Linked DNA regions of Ovis canadensis: region 2 is linked to region 1. Evidence: chromatin contacts called from public Hi-C data. All regions are on one chromosome and are shown on one strand. Each heading gives the region's core, a stretch centred on a gene start, on an enhancer-like site or on the middle of the called end of the contact. The rest is flanking DNA. Distances are from core to core; before and after follow the strand shown. Region 1 overlaps DCLK2 (doublecortin like kinase 2). Region 2 has its middle 34 kb from the start of TRNAQ-UUG.

Evidence for each region. A called contact is a pair of places that touch in the nucleus more often than the background predicts.
Region 2: a contact with region 1 is called in a Hi-C map of fibroblasts, with 7 times the contacts expected there. The contact joins two enhancer-like sites. A contact is called at or near these places in 2 of 2 Hi-C or Micro-C datasets (fibroblasts and lung).

The regions. Positions count from the first base shown.
Region 1 is chr17:17,975,648-17,980,322 of ARS-UI_OviCan_v2, forward strand. DCLK2 (doublecortin like kinase 2) reads right to left here. Exons shown (of 18, transcript XR_011249771.1): 13 at 4,538-4,615. Among named protein-coding and RNA genes, the nearest start is that of TRNAS-GGA, 120 kb to the right of the region's middle. Within about 2 kb of position 2,749, the one cell type or tissue checked has open chromatin away from gene starts, as enhancers often do. A contact at or near this core is called in fibroblasts, where this site is marked.
Region 2 is chr17:18,225,173-18,230,612 of ARS-UI_OviCan_v2, forward strand. No RefSeq gene overlaps it. Among named protein-coding and RNA genes, the nearest start is that of TRNAQ-UUG, 34 kb to the left of the region's middle. Within about 2 kb of position 1,684, the one cell type or tissue checked has open chromatin away from gene starts, as enhancers often do. A contact at or near this core is called in fibroblasts, where this site is marked.

The sequences.
Region 1 (4,675 bases), core at 1,499-3,998:
CACACTACCAGCCCTCCAGGCTCTGCAATGGTGAGCGTGGCATTCCCAGAAACAGGTGATTCAGGGCAGTGTCCAGAGACAGCCTCTGGGGCTGTGTGACGAGGTGGCTGCCTCACTCCTGTTCTAGGAAGAAGGGCAGAGTCTGTGAGCTCTGTGAACGTTCATCACATCAAACCAAGCTGAGCGGAATCGACACTTGTGCTTCGTGACGTCAGGCAGCACTCAGAGTGGTGGCTGCAAGCCCTGCTCCCCGAGAAACTGATGCTCTTCGAGTGAGCACAGGCTGTTCTTTTCCAGGTGTTTGATGTTCCTTCCTTTTCACTGTCACCTCTCTACTGACTTAATTCAGCTCATCTCTCCTTAAAAATGAATAAAGAATGTGCCTGAAAACACAATGGGATTTTATAGAAACTTTCAGAAAACCAGAGGACCCCAGGAGACAATGTTAGAAGAAGATATATCAAGTCACCCATTTCCAGAACCGTTCTTTTTAGCCATTCCTCTCTATGGTGGCATGCATTTCCCTCGTGGTCTTCTTCTGGAATCTCAAATAGCTTCTGTTGATACACACGGTCTTTATTTTGTTAACAAACAGCTAAAACATTGGGTGTGTGTCTGCAGGATTTAGGTTCTTGGCAAAATAGCCTGAGTCAACAGCACAAGCCCAGGATTTGGGCAACTAGAGGAGCACCCTGAGGACCCGTGCTGTGAACTGCGAAAGCCCTGGTGTTCCGGCGGTCCTCACGAGAGCAGACCTGTGGAGAAGGCACCCTTCTCAGTCATCACAGAATAAAAGTCCCTCTGATTAAATCTCCCCTGGGTGGGTTAACACATGTATACACTAGTCTGGCTGAGATGCTTCAGTGAGTGAAGTCACTCAGTCGTGTCTGACTCTTTGCAACCCCATGGACTGTAGCCTACCAGGTTCCTCCATCCATGGGATTTTCCAGGCAAGAGTACTGGAGTGGGTTGCCATTTCCTTCTCCAGGGGATCTTCCCGACCCAGAGATTGAACCCGGTCTCCTGCATTGCAGGCAGAAGCTTTACCATCTGAGCCACTTTTTAATTCTCAAACAGTATAGTGCTGTAAGTCTGGAAGTGCCAGTAAGAAAAACTCTGAAAACAGCAAAAGACTCTATGTACACACTCTTTCCAGTGCAGAGGTGTTAAAGGTGAAAAATGTTGTAAGCTATTTCACAAATGATGTGCAAAACATTTCACTTAAAGGGGGTAGGGGTATGTGTTTAAGGGTAACATCAAATATCTCAGGATCGTCAGGCAAGTATTATTTGTTATCAGTGGCCCTAAGAACAGACTTCCTTAGGCAATACCTAAACCCTGGAAAAGCAACATTCTTCTCAGTAACAATGAAATGTTACATGTCAGCCTAGAACTAATGCCTGAAAATCCTGAAAAAAGAATGGGAAATGCTAGAGGTAAAGAAGCTCAAACTGTCAATTCCAAGGAACAATTTTAATTAAAAAGCTTTGGGTTCAATTAATCTTTTTTAGAAAACAATGAAAATATTTCGAGATATCTGTGGAAAGACTTTTATTTTAGAAGCAAATTTATGCAGATTTGCTTAATCTTAAACCATAGTCATTTATCATTATTTAAAGGACCATTTCCATAGTTTGATATATATATGATATATAAAATATGTAAATATTTTATATTATAGGTTATAAAATCTACCCAGAATGTCTCTCTATGCTATGAAGATGCGTCCACAACTACCATGTAACATAATAAATTCTCTTTCATCACAACATGATATGAGAGAGGAAAACATTTTCAAAGGTAAGCTATCTAGAGTTATAGGACCAGCTTCTGAATATAACCTCTAAGGCAGCAGCTTTCAGAATGTACTTCTACTGCTTCTGATTAGCCAGACTGATCTGAAGATTCCACAGAGAGACCAAGGTAACAAGTAACAATAGATACGCATTGTTAATTCGAGTCTCTCTTTTGTTAAACAGTAAGAAGGAAGTCAAAGAAAAAACCTTCTAGGCTGCACTGGCGAGTGGAAACACTAGAGGGAGTTGTGAGCACACAGTCCTCCACAACCGCTCCTCCATGCCTTTTTCCAACTGCTCTCAGCTTGGGTTAACCAAGGAGGGAAACTGCTGTAAACGGCCCTTGGATTTGTCGGTGGTGGTTGGTCGCTCAGGTGTGTCTGACTCTGCGATGCTATGGACTGCAGCCCGGCAGGCTCCTGTCCATGGGATTCTCCAGGCAAGAATACTGGAGTGGGTTGCCATTTCCTTCCCCAGTGGCTAATCCTGACCCAGGGATAGAACCTGCATCTCCTGCATTGGCAGGCAAGTTCTTTACAGAGTCACCAGGGAAGCCCCGGGCCCTTGGGTCACCTGCTATCAAACCGCACTATCCTCTGCACTTGACTGGTTCCCAAAGCAAGTCATCACTGAAACCAGTTGAAACCACAGGGCACCATGTGACTATAAAAATAGCCCCAAATTACTTCCCTCCTTCTATGAACACAAAATTCTCCTACATTTACCCCAGGCTTAGCTATTTGATTTCATTTGATCAATGGGACATTAATCAAGAAATGTGAAGCAAGCAGAGATCTGGACAGTACTCGGGCAGGGAACTTGCTCCCTCTTGCTGCTTTGAGGAAGCTGGCAGCACCACCACCACGTGAAGCCCACGCTAGCTCTCTGATGCTGGCGGGCACGTGGCTAAGTCAGACCTGCGGTCCCAGCTGACACCGAGCCGCTACCAGGCATGTGAGTGAGCCACACTGACCTCAGGCTCCCACTAAGCCAGCCCAGGGCAAGAGAATGAATGGCTCAGTCGATCCCCAGAATGATTCATACCCCTACTTTTAGAACAAATCTATCCTTCAGTAAAAACTAACAGATGTCATATCCTACAGTCTGAATAACCCACCTTGGCAATGACCTCAGTGGGAAACCAAGACGTTGATGGATGGCCAGACAGAAAGAGCCTTCCACCGAAAGAAACCCAAGCCATGCCACGAGGATGAGGTCCCGCTCCAATGTCGTATCTCATTAAACCTTTTGTGACGTCCAGTGCTCAGCTGAGCCTGCCCTCAACTTGGCATGACCTCATGCTCAGTTATTCTGCTTGATCAATATTCTCATGCTGTGTTTTCAAACCAATAAGCCTTTCAAAAGTAGAGACTGACATCTGTGTTACTCGTGTATTTAATGTAAGCAAAACAAAACCAAACCAAAACCAACTATTCATCTCAACTAAAAACTGATCATTAGGGGCTTCCCTGGTAGTCCAGTGGCCAAGACTCCACGCCCCTCATACAGGGGGCCCAGGTTTAACCTCTGGTCAGGGAACTAGACCCCACATGCCACAACCAAGACCCAGTGTTAAACGATATATTCTAAAAATAGATTATTTTTTAAAAAGATAAATGTCGTATCTTTGTACTTTTCTGTATGTTGGAAAGCTTTTATAATAAAAAGCTTTAATAAAAGCTTTTATAATAAAGCTTCTATAATAAAAAGCTTTTATAATAAAGCTTCTATAATAAAAAGTTTTATAATAAAATGTGGGAGGAGAGAGGGAAGAAATAGATTTATTTTTTCACTTACTGACTGACTACACTCTATAAACACTATGGCCTTACAGAATAGGTTTTGTTTCCCACTCAATTCCCAGAACGTAGATCGATGCCTGGCCCACCGTATAGCTACTCTACAAACAGTTGTAAAATGACCATAAGAGAAGATCAAAAGGAAAACAGCATTCAAGAAAAGTCAGAGGAAAATCATCAGACGTGCATCATCAGATTAACATCTGCTTCAAAGTGTTCGTGTGCTTCGGAGGGAGACGGCACTGGTTAAGAGAGACACTACGGTGAAGCCCCACATGGCCCCTGTTCATACACTGCTTGGAGGGGTCCCCACCACACACCCGGACCCCGTATGCGGCCATCTGTCCTCCCAGCAGGTGAGTGTATGGTTATGAAGGGTCAATCTGCCCTTCCCAGGCCTGTTAATGCCAAAAGTATTTGCAATGCTCCTTAACCAAATAGTATATAAATGGACAAAATTAATTGAAAAAGAACCAGTTCCCTGAGTCTACAAGAACCAGGTCAAATGCTCTGCAAAGTAAGTTGTTAAAAAACAGCTGTCAGATTAGGTAGAAGAGACAACCCTTAAGAACTAGAGAAAGTCTTACCTGGGAGGATCAGACTGCTTGGCGAGCATCTTTAAACCTCACTCCTCTTGAAAAAGACAGAATGGAAATCACAGACACTGGACTGCGGGGTGAGATTTACGGAGGAGTGGCCGTGGGAAACCCAGGGGACCAGGCACAGAGCAGAGGGCTGGGCCGCCTCAAAAGTGCGGACGCGAAATGTACATTAATAGGTTGTAAATTAAGATTAAAAAGTGAGCAGTATGTTTATACAATTTTTTTACCGACATTTTTATTGACCTGTTTCCGGTCCTGATTGCCAGGAGTAGAATGTCTGCTTCCTGATCAAAGGGAGAGAGTTTACAGTTCAAAGATGGTCACTAGAAGAGCCACTGACCTTCGGAAGGGAGGGAAGCCACAGAGCAGTATGTACGTGATCACGCCAGCTGCCCAGACGTCCACCTTCAGGCCATAGCTGGGGAAACAGAGCGGGCGGGAGGAGAGACAGGACGCTACTCCCACGAACCCGCCACAG
Region 2 (5,440 bases), core at 434-2,933, 250 kb after region 1:
CAAATAGAGAACCAGTAACGGAGATACACTCTGCCCTTGGCAATCTGCATGTGCAAATTTCAAGGCACACCACAGTCCATCCCCACTCGTGCTTCACTTAAATTATAGAACAGAGCTGTCAAAATAACCCCCTGAGATAAGCGGAGACACGGCTTTTCAATACCATCAGTCAGTCCAATGATTGAACTGGTTAAGATATCACTGTTTCATTTTGTAAACCGCATTATCTTTCTAGTGCTTCCTAGTTCTGAGAATTTCTTAAATGGCATGAAGATGTCAGTATACTGCACAGGAATGAGAAATTTAAAAAAGAAGTAGAGGGATCCAGTAAGATCACTTTTGGTGAACTATTCCCTCACCTCACTTGAAGGTCAGAAAAAAATTTAACAGCCATTGTTTATTGAGCATTTACTATGAGCCAGGAATTGTTCGAAGCATTTTACAGGGACGGTACAGCAGCAGCGGCAGCAGTGCCACTATTACCTCCGTTTTTATACGGGGAGAAACTGAAGCACAGAAAAGTTCGGTGTCAAGTCAAGATAAGATCCTCCACACACGGGCATGTCTCCCATCCAGGTTCATGAGCCTGGGAGCTGTATCAGTTATTCTATACCAGAGTCACAGGAACCAAGATCATTTGAATAAGGCACTTAAGAAGCGCCCCTAAGTAGAGGCTGCTCTCAACAAATTTTGTCATTTGTACTTCCTGAGGTAGAGGTCTTTGCAAACCTAACATTTATAGCTTATCAACAAGGCCACCAAAGCGAAACAAAGTATTCAACAAGTGTTTTGGAGTTAAATACCAGAAATTTCTGTTGTACCTGGGATATTCTATGTATGTGTTTTAAAATCAGATTTCAGATTCAAGAATTCTAATAATTCTAATTTTGTTTGTGAAATAAACAAGGATGAATATCATCTGAAGATGAACTCAGAAAGTTTTCCTTTCAGTAAAGAGGTGAAAGGAAATACGCTTCTCAGGCAACTGTAAAAGTCTTGTTCCTACTCAAGAAAGGACATGAAAAACCCATAAGACTCTTTCTCAAAAGAAAAAAAAAAATCTTTCAAATACCCAGAATTATTTAGTTTCTAATGTTTACCCCCTTCCCTTCCAAAATTGGCACTTTGTCACATACTCAGCAAAGACCCTCTGTGTTATCACACTTCTGGTAGGAGGGCATCATCCATCATCTCAAGTTACTATTGGTTTCTCACTGAGTCAAAGATGATACATAGTGAGGAACATAGGCTGTTTCTTATTACTCTGCTCTCCAGACGAGTTAGAGCAGTGCTAAGACACAAAGTGTGAGAGGACATTGAATTCTCAAGTGCTTACAGATTGAAACCTGGGTCATCTGTAGACCATAAGGCCAACGAGGCAATCACTGCTGTTAGCAGCAGCGTCAAGAAGTTCTACAGCCACCTCTATATCATGTCTTTATGTAGTATTGATCAAATGCCTCTATGGTGAGCCTCTTACCAGGATAATACCAAATCCTTAAAGAAGCCACTGTGTAAGGAGCTCTGCTGTCTTTTGTTGAGTTCACATGTCCCTGGACGTGTCTGTGAGCTGGAAAGACTGACTTTAAATACCAATGCCCTGCTTCTCCTGCCATAGGGGAAGCTGGATTATGCTTTACTATCCTGGCTGGAAAGACTGACATTTTATAGCTGCCTTGAGTCATCTTTCCCAGATGACTAAATAGACATTTGTGAGTTTCTCACACTGTCTCTCTCTTACACTGGGTGTGTCTGAGGAATTTAAATAACCATGTGTATGAGTTATCTGCTCCTAAAAGATGCCTTGTGTGGGAAAATTACATTGTTCCTCGGTGCCTTTGAGGGCTCAATAATAAACAAAGTGAATTCTAAAAGGAGATCTTCACATTACCTTAGCCATATGAGAAGAGGTATATCAAAGAAATTGTTTCTGTGAGAGTATTAGATAGAACCTATGTCTGGGAGCCTGGAATTGAGCTAGACCGTGAAATGAATGCTAAGTCATGTAGCTCACTATTCCATATTTATCAGACACCCATTACATGTTACCCTGGAGAAGGAAATGGCAACTCAGTCCAGTATTGCCTTGGAAATTTCATGGAAAGAGGAGCCAGGTGGGCTACAGTCCATGTGGTCGCAAAGAGTCAGACACGACTGAGCGACTGGACACACATACATTACATGCTAGGCTACTTGGTATATATCATAAATGCATTTATTTTAGGTGGTAAGAGACCCAGGCATCTTGATTATTGCAGAGAAAGGACTTTATTGGGCTTTGGTATATACCTGACCAAAAAAACCCCACATAAAACAGTGCTAGGTCATCTCAAACCTGTGCAATAAAATCACATCTCTGAGCCAGGTATTTCAATACTTTCATTTCTCGGAATTCTCTACTTTCTTTAATCCCAGTTCAATCATCTTCAGGGCTTCCCTGGTACCTCAGTCAGTAAAGAATCTGCCTGCAATGCAGGAGACCTGGGTTCAGTCCCTGGGTCAGAAAGATCCCTGGAGAAGGAAACTGCAACCCATTCCAATATGCTTGCCTGGAAAATGCTATGGACAGAGGAGCCTGGCATGGGGTCACAGTCCATGGGGTCACAGAGTTCAGATGTGGCTTAGCGTCGAAACCACCTATCACCTTCAAGCATGTGGTCACACAAAAGATAGCACAGATGCTTAAGGTAGGGTTGGATTTAACTTATTAGGTTTTTTTCCCACCATGGCCCCAAAAGTTTACTCATAGGATTAGGCACGATTATCCTGGGTTTGAATCCTAGCTCTGTATCCTAATCTGGGCTGACCACTTAGCCACCTGAACCTCAGTTTCCTCATCTACCAAATGATTAAACTAACACCACCACAGGGAATGCCTGTATGCTGGTGGGAATTACAATAACAGGCAATCTTTTAACTGAGTTTTAAAGTATGAATAGGCTTTCTCTAGGCAAAGAAAAAAGAATATTCCAGGAAGAGGGAATGCCATTTTCTTTTATGTGTGTAGTATTTATTAGTTGAAGCTACACTTTAAGGAGTCTTCAGCTGATGTAGTTTGGATTATGGACACATCCAGGGTGTATACACTGCCATTTAATCATGAGACTGTACTCTAGAGGAAGCTACTGCAAGCCTTCAATATTCTTTATCCCTGATCATCACTACAGGAAACATATAATATCCTTTATGCTAAATCAGTAGCCACTAATGTCATATATCGTAACTTAATAATCCCATATATATGGGATTATATAATGTTATATATTTATTATAATATATATTATATAGTTACATATACACTATACATATTTGTATGTATGTATACATATGCTATGCATACAGTATATACATATAACTATATACATATATATAGTTATTCAGTTACTATATATAAAATTAGTGGCTTCTTATTTATCATAAAGGATATTAGAAATGTTCCTTCAGTGGTCAGATTACTGGCATTCAGTGTATGTGTACTGATGAGTGTACTTTGGAGACATTCCTGCTTTGCATGAATAGAATATAGAAATTTAGCAAGATCTTTTTTACTCTTAAGAATTGTACCCCAGCTCCGATCACCAATCGGTTCTGGGTTTAATGGCTTATTCCTTTGATTCTTGGTTGCCAGAATCTGAGCGGATAGTTGAATCTGGCTACCAGGATTATTTCATTGCCTCAGGGAAATTTTCAAGGAAGATAATGTAGGCAAAGATCTCACTTCAGTGCAGTTCAAGTTAAACGCATGCTTTCTCTGTTTTATGCCTGCTTACTAATTAGAGTTGCGGAAGGATCTAACCAGAGACTCGCTTTCATTGTAACTAAGTAGCTGAGTTGTGCGAGAGCAGCGGATCTGCTTCCCATATTTTCTGGGGCTGTCATTGTCTACCAAGAGCACCTAAGAGCCGAGCGTGGTCAAGCTGCCTTAGGTTAACCTGGAGCAGATGTAAGGGCAGAGAGGCGTGAGAGCATCTGAGGCTTGGGAATAGCCAGGGGTTTAATCTGTCTGGAGCCTGGAAACATTGTGCGGGGGAGAATGCTTGTAAGAAGTGAGTTTAGAAAATAAGTTTGGGGCCACCTGGTGGAAGAGCCTTGTATTTCAGTCTAGTTAGTGCAAAGGCGACATCAGAAAATTTTGAGAAAGAGGACTTACGTGTGTTCAGACTTGTTTAGAGTCGTCTCTGGCTGCCATGAGGAGGCAGAGAGACCATTTTGATTGGGGAACCAAGATAAACCAAGGCCTACGGGCCAAACCTGCCTACCACCTGTTTCGGTACTGCCTGAGAGCTAAGAGTGGCTTTTATACTGTTATGTGGGGAAAAAAGCGGAGAAGGCAATGGTACCCCACTCCAGTACTCTTGCCTGGGAAATCCCATGGGTGGAGGAGCCTGGTAGGCTACAGTCCATGGGGTCGCTAAGAGTTGGACACGACTGAGCGACTTCCCTTTCACTTTTCACTTTCATGCATTGGGGAAGGAAATGGCAACCCACTCCAGTGTTCTTGCCTGGAGAACCCCAGGGACGGGGGAGCCTGGTGGGCTGCCGTCTATGGGGTCGCACAGAGTCGGACACGACTGACGCGACTTAGCAGCAGCAGCAGTAGGGGAAAAAAAGAAGAGTACTTCATGATACGTGAGCTAATACGGAAAAAGTCTCCTTCAGCGCAGGCACATGCCTCCTATAAAAGGCCAGTAGGAACTGCATATGTGCATCAAGGGAAAGCTCTTCTTATGAGAAAAAATAAAGCTGTTTACTACAAATAATTCAAAATTGAAAATAATAGCCCTGGATCTTTTCCCTTTCTGTACATTCTATTTTTTTTCATTCAGTTTTATTGAGCTATAATTGAATGGGATACAACAATTTAGCAAGATTGTTTTTACTCTTAAGAATTGCACCCCACCTCTGATCCCCAATTGGTCCTGGGTCTAATGGTTTATATAAGTTTAAAATGTACAGAATAATGATTCAACATATACATTATGACATGATTATCACAATAAGCTTAGGGAACATTCATCATATTATATTGATACAGAATTTAAAAATTTCTTTTCTTGTGACTAATTAAATTTTTTCTTGTGATAAGAATTCAGGATTTTACTCATATATATGTGTATATATACATATATATACATATACATATGCGTATATATAAAACATTTGTTTTTCAGTCACTAAGTTGTGTCCAACTCTTTGCAACCTGCAGCATGCCAGGCTCCTCTCTCTTTCACTATCTCCTGGAATTTGCTTAAATTCATGTCCACTGAGTCAGTGATGCTATTAACCATCTTATCCTCTGTCAACCCCTTCTCATCCCTGCCCTCAATCTTTCCCAGCATCAGGGTCTTTTCTGATGAGTTGGCTCTTCACACCAGGTGGCCAACATGCGGAATTTCAGCTTCAGCATCGGTCCTTCCAACGAATATTTAGGGTTATTTCC